Regions from separate parts of the Arachis hypogaea genome. Here region 2 is linked to region 1. Evidence: chromatin contacts called from public Hi-C data. All regions are on one chromosome and are shown on one strand. The core of a region is the stretch at or near the end of the contact, and the rest is flanking DNA. Distances in the headings are between cores, read along the strand shown. Region 1 holds the start of LOC112766853 (protein DETOXIFICATION 48). Region 2 has its middle 7.0 kb from the start of LOC112765411.

Evidence for each region. Hi-C and Micro-C count contacts between places; a contact is called where the count stands out from the background.
Region 2: a contact with region 1 is called in a Hi-C map of leaf, with 3 times the contacts expected there. The contact joins the enhancer-like site here to the promoter of LOC112766853 in region 1. A contact is called at or near these places in 3 of 8 Hi-C or Micro-C datasets (all in leaf).

The regions. Positions count from the first base shown.
Region 1 is chr17:34,878,319-34,883,140 of arahy.Tifrunner.gnm2.J5K5, reverse strand. LOC112766853 (protein DETOXIFICATION 48) reads right to left here and starts at 1,801. Exons shown (of 3, transcript XM_025812754.3): 1 at 1,364-1,801; 2 at 728-1,280; 3 at 1-401. The coding sequence starts at 1,498.
Region 2 is chr17:35,179,103-35,183,989 of arahy.Tifrunner.gnm2.J5K5, reverse strand. No RefSeq gene overlaps it. Among protein-coding and RNA genes, the nearest start is that of LOC112765411, 7.0 kb to the left of the region's middle. Within about 2 kb of position 3,054, at least 2 of the 3 cell types and tissues checked have open chromatin away from gene starts, as enhancers often do.

The sequences.
Region 1 (4,822 bases), core at 552-3,051:
GAGGGCGGCGGCGCAGAAGAGGGACACCAACATGCAAATGCGAGCCTTGTGGGGCCGGTTGGCGCCTAACTCGTTGCCAACTCTGGTGGAGACGGCGAGGCTGAGAGAAGATGGGAACACATATACGAGTGATGTTGTTTGGATGAGGATTCCCATGGAGGCGATGGTGGCTTTTGGGTTAGCCAAGTGGCCGCACAGCATAATCATGAATTCGTACCACCACCATTCCAGGCAAACAGAGGCGCAGCTCGGGATCGCCATCGCCAGCAGCGAAGACCAGCCTTTTAGGCTCTCCATGCTTGGCCGCACCCATGACTCTCTATGCACGCCGGAGAAGTAGATGAAGGATGATAGGAACAGAATGAGGTTCAGATTCGTTAAGACCATCGCCGTCGCCACCCCTGTCGAATTTTGGTTAGTATTCAATGTTCTTGTATGATTCTAAAGTTTAATCTTTCTGCAATTACCCACTAAATTATTTATTCTTATAAAATTTACGTCAAAATACAAAATATATATTAAAACTTTTTATTAGTATTAATATGACTTGAAATTTTTTTTTTGGTAATAATGTATATATAAAAAATCAATCACTATATCAGTTATTCATATAAATTTTGGTCAATAATTAGTCAATAATATTTAAAAATATCGACAAAAAAATTGAATTAATAATTAAAAATATTAGTCAAAAACAATAAATTATGGTGTTTTGTAGCGAGCGCACCTGCAATACCCATGTTGAGGTGAACGACAAGGAGGAAGTTGAGAGGAAGATGGAGAAGAACACTGATGGCGGAGCAATAAGTAACGGGCATTGTAATGCTCTGAGTCCTGAGGTAGATTCTCAATGGATGAAGAAGTGAGAGCAAGAAGAGATCCGGTATGCAAAAAAGAATGAATCTTTGCGCCATTGAAGAAATCTCATGATCTTGACCAAACCACAAGAGGATCCTGTTCATGTTTATCCACATGAATGAAATTGGAAGCGAAGTTGAGAGGAGGAGGAGCACCGTGCGCTGAAGCGTTAAGCCGAGAATCTTCCATTGCTTGGCGCCGTAGGCTTGGCCGCAAATGGGTTCCATGCCCATGGCTAAGCCGGAGATGACAGAGTAGCCGGTGATGTTGGCGAAGCCTATGGACAGAGAGCCTCCTGCAAGCTCCATTTCTCCAAGGTATCCAAGGAAAACCATGGAGATCATAGCTCTTGAATATAAGAGTAATCCTGTCATTGTTGTTGGTCCAGATATTTTTCCTATCTCTTTGATTTCTTCTAAAGCCTGATGCACACAAAAATATATAAATGCTTATTAAAGTTCATTACATTACTGTTTTTCTTAACTTTGTATTCAATTTAATTTACCTCGTTAGGAGTTGGCCATCTATGAAGATCATTGCTTGGAAGATGATCGACAACTTTGGAATGGGGAGTGATGAGGATGGTTGTTTTTGTGGGACAGAGAAATGTGGATGCTGAAGATGGCTTGGGATTACACATGATTATAAGATAGTTGTTGGGTACAAAGGAGAATCAAAAAGGTGATTTATGTTATATATGTATGTATTAACTATTAAGTCTATATAATGTTTGTGTTGGGGAGAAACAATAATAACAAAGGTAATGTGTTGTATAATTTTGGGGGGAAGAGGGTGAAGAGTTAGTGGGTATTTATGCATGAAAAGTTTGGGCCCCTACTGTTGAATTTGGAATGTGTCACTCATAAAATGTGTTGAACGACATTGCTATACAATTTTAGAGTATAAAATAATAAGGAAAGGCTAAAGTTTTCAAAAAAATAAATGTAAAAGAAAGATCAAACTTAAACGAAACAAATGCCTGTATGAAGTGCTGGGTTAACCGACCTTGTTAATTTTTTCTCTTGTGAAATTATAGTTTTTGTTTTTTGCTTTTTTGCTTTTTTTTTTTTTTTCAAAATCCCAAATATTCTCTTATCAGATAATATAGGGTGAGTTTAGTAAAACTATTGTTTTTTAAAAATAATTTATCAAAATTGGTTTTTGAAGGATAACGTTCTAAAATATATTTATATTTGGTAAATCAAAATAAAAAATAATTTTTAAAATTTAATTAGACTATGATAAACATAAATATAATTAGATATTTATTAATAGATAAAATTATATTAGACTTTTTAATTTTAATAATAATAATTTAATTTAAAAATGTACTTTAACTTTTAAAATATGACAATGTAAATACATAATCATTTTGATTTATTAAAAATTTTACCAGACAAACTATAATAGTCTTACATAAATCGAACAGGATTATATTATACAATGACAACGATAAAAAAAAGTTTTAAGAGTTAAGTTTTTTCAATAATATTTAGCAAATTTTTTCATTCTTTTTTATTTCTATTTTTTTTTTTTTGGTTTCAAGAAAAATTGGGTTTCAACTTTTTGTTGAATTATTACTGACAAAAAAGATTAACTCCCTAATTAGGCAAAAAAATAATAAATCTTTTTCGAATCAATAAAACTTCTTGTTATAACTTCTTGTTCTTAATATTAAACTAAATGTTTATTAGTCTTTTTGGTAATGTTAAATTTTATTTTAAAGATTGAAATATAAACATAGGAAGAAAAATTCATTTAAAAGAGAAAAAAAACACAAAAATTATGCTCCATATATAAATATATCAAATTTTTTGTTTATGTCGTAAAACAATTCTCCCAAAAATTTAAACGAATAGGAGAACACATATAAATGATTATATTTTTAACACGTCTTTTAAATAAGAGTTTTTTTGAATTTGTTTGAATTTTTTTATAGATTTTTTTTATTTATTTTATACTATTTTTTTGTTCTCTTTTGAGAGATAACAATGATTAAATTCTAAATATTTTGATCATAGAAATTTTAATACCATTTCATAAAACTATTTCTTCCACAAATTTAAATAGATACAAAAAGACACATAAATAATTATATTTCTAATAATCTATTCCAAAAATTTAAATAAGACAAAAATTATAATTATTTTCATATAAAATTATTAATTTAATCAAATATCTCAAATCATTTAATTCATTTTAACTATCAAAACACAATCTTGACGGGCTTTTACGAAAGAATATGTATTAAGAGAAAGTTTAAGACGCAGTAGTTTTATTAAACTTTGGGTAATGTTAGAGAGATAAAAAATACAACCAGAACTTGCCTTATTTAATATTCATTAATTGTTGTAACAATTAATAAATACTAAATAAGGCAAATTATGGCTATTTTTTACTAATTTTCTTTGATTACCAAACAATTCCATAAAATCTGGCAGCACTTAACCAGTAAAAAAAAGTGAGTAATCTCACACTATTAGATAAAATCTCACAATATTAAAAACATCAATAATAAATAATTAATAATTATACATCACAAAATTTATTACCCCTAACATTCTTCATGCATTAATTTAATTATGTTTAATAGAAAGTGAAAAACAATTTGGGTATGTGTAGCATCCGAAGAGTATTTTGAGTTAATGAAGCTTTTTTTGAAACTTTGAGTGCCGATGGGAAGCATGAGTGATGAGGCAAGAGGTCAATCTTATCTTTTTGGCGGTGTAATTACATATATAAAAAAGGAGAAAGACATAGTGCATTTATTCTCTTTAATGGTTTGATTCAGCCGTCAAATTAAAACGATGACAAGTCTTCATTAATGATAATGATGCCACTCAATAGTGGCTTTTAACTAGCTTGCTTATTAATGGGAAGTGGATAATATTTTTAATTACAAAAATATTTAATAATTAAAAATATTAGTTGAAAGATTTTAAAATTTATTATTTTTAATTTTGTTTAATATATTATATAATAAATAAATATTAAATAAGATAAATTTAAACTATTTAAATTAATTATTTTTTTGTCTATTTTAATGTTATAATTTTAACAATAAAATTCTATATCCAAATTATAATCCTAACTAAGTCCAACCAAGTATTTCAAATTTACGTGCGCATGCCGTCGCTTTTTCTTCTTTTTCGTTATTGTCATCACCAACACTACCACCACCTCATCATATCCTCTTTCTTTTTTCCTTTGAATTTCTTTTTCTCCTTCCTTTTTCTTCTCCTCCTCCTCCATCAACATTATCATAATCACCATCGTTATCGTTATCATTATCTTCTTCTTATAGTTATCGTCGTTATCGTTATCGTTATCATTATCTTCTTCTTATAGTTATCGTCGTTATCGTTATCGTCATCATCATTATTGTTATTGTTATTGTTGAATTTTTTCCATGTTGATGATGTTATCTGATCCAAAATTGATTTTTGATGCATTTTCGTTCATGATTCAATCTTGTTTGTATCGTAATTGTTATGTAATTTCAGTTTATTTCTGAGTTAATTGTGTCGCAATCATTATGTAATTTCGGTTCATTTCTGAGTGAATCTATACATTTGAACTCATTGTCCTGCACAATTCAAAACTCTTTCTCCTCCTTCTCCTCATCTTCTACTGCTTCTACTGCTTCTTTTTCTTCTTTTTCATCTTTTTCTTCTTCATTTTCACCTTCTTATTTTATTTTCTCAAATTTTTTTATTTACTCTCTTGAGAGGAATAAAACCAAGAAAAAAAGAAAAAAATATCAAACAAAAAAGAAGAAGAAACATATTTATGATATTGTCTGATCCACAATTGATTTTGGATGTGTTTTTGTTCATGATTCAGTCTTATTTGTGTGCTTGTTTTCAAACTGATTTTATGTGTTGTAATCATTATGGTAAATTTCGGTTCATTTTTGAGTTAATTGTGTTGTAATTGTTATGTAATTTCAGTTTATTTGTGAGTT
Region 2 (4,887 bases), core at 1,805-4,304, 300 kb before region 1:
AATACTTCGGTTATCAATTTTTAAGGGTTTGTTACTTGTGACAACCAAAACGTTTGTACGAAGGGATTTCTGTTAGTTTAGAAACTATATCTACAACGTGACTATTTTTATAAAATTCTTTACTAGCAAAAATCCTAACGTCACTCTGCGATTATAATGAATGAATTAAACAAAGCCTCGAGTTTGAATAAATAAAGAAACAAGTTTCTTAGGTCATTTATAATTCATTATAATATGCTAACAAGTTAGAATTTGGCAATCAAACCGTACTCTAAGAGTTAGCCAAGAGCTGGAAAGATGGAAGGAATTATATTTTTGTCCTTCTTGGATTCTTAGTAAAAATATTATTACTTCATAAAGAGTATTGTTAGACGTCAATCTTGATTTGTAAATTTTTACTGACTAATTTACTACCCTTTTAGTATTGAACCTATGAAATTAGTGTGTTCTAATCCTTAATAAAGAATTATTTAGTTATTATTTTAATTTCATCAAATAAATAATTATATTAATTCAAATAAAATATTATTATATTCTTAGCTAGCACTACGAATATAATAATAATATAATAATTAAAAATATTAAATAATTAATTAATTATTCTATGATGAATTTTAAATATAGATAACATCCTAACTGATTCTATTTTAAATTGAGTTATAATCTGATTACTCCTGAAGACAGTGGTAACCTCGATATTACTCCTGGCATTGTCGTTGCGTCACCATCATCGAATACCGCTGCTGAAGTCCCCACGGTAAAAGCTACCTTGATTGAATCCTTTAAGGTTGTCCTGATTTTTTTACTAACGTTGCAATTTGACTTTGAAATTATTTTTGAGTGTATATCTGGTGCAATTGAGTTAGGTTTTTAAATTGTTAATACTAAAATTTTTGAATTTAGAGTTTTCTAATTAATTTTTTTTATCTAAATTTTGAAATTCTGTATGATTTGTAATTTTTGTTGAATTCTAAGTAGTTTTTGCATCTTCTTCATTTGTTTTAGATTCTAAACTTATTGATTTATGATCTGATCTTGTTTAAATTCAATTATCTATGATGATTGAATTTGAATATTGGTTTATAAATTTTTTTTCATAGAATTTTGCTAAATAAAAGGGCACGAAAAAGAAATTTGGGATTCTCAAAGAAAATCTCTTCATGAATATGAATTTGTAATCCATTGATTTGAGCCTGTAGGTACAGGAGTTCACCCGCAGTCTTCACCAGCAAGTTTAGATGATAAACGATTATCGGAAGAGGTATCAGAATATCCTTACATGCATGACAGACACGAATAATCTTAGGCTGGAGTGGCTTCAACGGATGGAGGTGTACCAGACTCGGATGCGCACCGCTGGCATCATCCCTGCTGGTGGCAGCAGTCTTGCTGGTGGCACACAGACTTCATCACCTTCTGCGTTGCCTCATCAGAGCCATGGGAACGACAACGACGAAGATTACCTAGATCTTTAGTGATTAGTGTTTCATTTTATTGTTTCATTGTATTTATTTGATTTACTTGACTTTTAATTTATTTGAACATTTGATAATTTATTTTAAATAATAGGTTTCTATTATTTATAAATTGACCATTAATTGTGTAAAAATAAATTTAAAATAAAAATTGACCATTTATTCAAATGGTAATAGTGTGGAAACAACATATTGTGGCGCCAACATTACCGTTGAAAAAATCTGCCGATAACTAAATAATTTTTCCAACAGGTAATCCGTTGCAGAATCTGACAGTAATTACTATCGAACGAAAACAATTCGACGGTAAACATTTGTCAGTAAAATTTATACCGTCTGATTCTTTCTGATAGTAAATCCAATAAAAAATTTGACGATATTCAACATTTTTTTTTGTAGTGAAAAATAAAAAAGAGAATAATTCCATAAAAAAATTAAAAAATATCAATTACTAATTTTTTCCATACTTGATTCCATCATCATTTTTCTTATTTATAACAAATTCTATTATTAGCGAGAGTTATACATAATTGGATTATTAGACTCACTTTTACTCCTTCTAAAGAGTTATTAAAAAGTTTTCATGATTCCTTAATGTTTAATTTAATATTCACTATATTCCTTAAATGTAACAATTGTTAATTTTTGTTCACATATTTCATTAACACCTTTCTTATATAAACCAAGTTCTCTTTATAAAAAGTTTTTATGTTCTGTCTTGGACTCATGGGCAGATATTTTAAGAACCCAACAGGCCAATAGAAACATCTACAACCAAAGCCCAATATAATTCAGGATTAAACAATGATCCACAGTACAAGTCCTCTCCTTCCCAATCATGAAAGCAAGTCATGAAGAAGGATGTTACACAATGTGGCTGAGGCATGTATTCAAATGGCAAAACTATTTGCCTCAAAAACAGCCACGCGAGGTTCGATTCCTAGCAGTGTTTGTATGAACAAAAAAAAAAAAAAAAGGACTTGCACAATATGATGAAGACGACGCTATACTTTCACAATTGCGAAGGCATCACACCTACCTTGTTTAGCCAATTGAGCAACCGAATGCGCAGTTTGTTACCACAAAAATCAGCAATGATCACATTGCTTCTTTATTGAGACATTGACTTCGTTACGTGAACGTGAGTGTCTAATTTCAATTTAATAGCTTTAACACTATCCCGTTGACAAACAATAAGGAGATATATGGCACCAAATAATATCACGTGGAACAAAAAATTGAAAAAATTTATTTCTTATAATTTCATTTTCTAAGCTAATATCTGATTTTCCACTTTTTGACTTTTGTTTTTGGCAGTTAATAAATTTGTTAACCCAACTTAGATATTTTGTTCTCACCTAGCTTTAGGTTGGCCCGGCCCAAAGTTATAGTTATAGCAACAGATGATAGATTAACAAGTAAACCATGACAAAAAAAAAAAAAGCAAACACAATTTTTTTGGGTATTAACAAGTAAACACTATTGTCATCATCATCTTTGGATGGAAAGTGAAGCCCATTTCATATGAAAGCTCACATAACACTCAACTATGTAGCCTGACACTACTAAAAAAAAACCATGTAGACCCCTAAAAAATTACTCAAATATGTAGAGGTATGTGAACTCGATGTACTAAATAGAGCAAGTAAATAAATAAATAAATAAAGCTTCTCTATTTTTAAAATTTTATTTGTCACAAATTAAATAATATATTTATTTAAAAAGTTTAGATAATATTAATTATTCTTTTACTAGTTAGTGAACCTATAAAAGGTTAAAATATATGTGTATAATTATAATTAAGCAAGTATTTGGGATAGAAGAAGATATAACAGTTTTGTTATACATTTAAAATATTTTTCTTAATCAAATTGGTTCAAACTAAACAAAAATCACTCATGTGTAAATCACGCACTTTAACATCAAAAGAGAATACGAAAAAGAAAAAGATGATGAAGAAAAAGAGGATGATGAAAGTTTTGAATTGTGCAGAATTTATCCAGAAAAATAGCACGAAAATATTTTAACCGTGACACAAAAAAATTTTTAATTTTGACATCAAAATTTTTTAATAACTGTAACACAAGTTCTTGTTAAGAGGGTGAAATAAAAAAAAGATGAGAATGTAAAACAAAATGATGATGATGATGATGATGATGATGATGATGATGATGATGATGATGATGATGATGATGATGATGATGATGATGATGATGATGATGATGAGGAGGAGGAGGAGGAGGAGGAGGAGGAGGAGGAGGAGGAGGAGGAGGAGGAGGAGGAGGAGGAGGAGGAGGAGGAGGAGGAGGAGGAGGAGGAGGAGGAGTTTATTAAAATATCATCGAAGATTTTTAACTGTGTGACACATGAAATTTTCTAATTTTGACATTAAAATTTTTTAAACGTGACATAGGTTTTTGTTAAAATTTAGGTATGTCCAAATGTATTAAGAGAAGAATTTTTTATTTTTTATTTTTTATTAAAATACGATTAGACACAGCAAATATACGTGTCGAACGAGTATCGATGAATATTCTGTCCAAAATGTATTCGACACACAATAACTCAACAAAGTGTTCATACTTCTTAGTGATTAACACAAACTTACTTATTCTTTGGATGTATTTCAAAAACATTTTATTGTTATTTGTTATGTTGGATGTGCTTTAAATATATTCAAAACACTACATCAAATTAAATCTTTACTACATATATAAAATTATATAACTATATACAAAATAATTATAAATACATCCGAAATGAAGTCATATTTTAAAATAATTACTGACTATTAAATAATCTACAAATAAAATAATTACTTATAATTAAATAATAAAAATCAAACACATATTTATTGGTTATAAATATTAAGTATAATCGAGTATTAACTTTCTAACAACAAAAAGAAAAACTAAAACTTACTTCTGATAATAAAAAGAAAAGAATGAACAATTATAATTAATTTTTTTTGTATTCGGAAAATGACAAAAAAAATTAGTTATTTATAATTTATTATTTAAATTATTATTATTTTGATTTGTGTGTTACCTAGAGATAAACAATGAGAAAATGGCAACAGGAAATAGAGGGCAACATAATGATAAAATGGCAACAAGCAATAGAAAATGGCAACAAGATAAATGATCGAATGATTTAGTGGTAACTTAACAAGAATAAAAAAATGGCAAAATGAGAGAACTAAAGAAATGTAGTGATCTTAAGAGGTTGGTTTTAATGTATTTAAATATTGAAAATTTTAAAATAATTTAAAATGAAAAAAATTCTAGAATTATATTTAAATTAAATTTAATTTGATAATACTTCTAAAATAAAAAAAAAAATAGATTACATAAGACTGAATTTTTAAAAGGATGAATAACATTTTTTCACACTAAAATTACTTCGAGGGAAA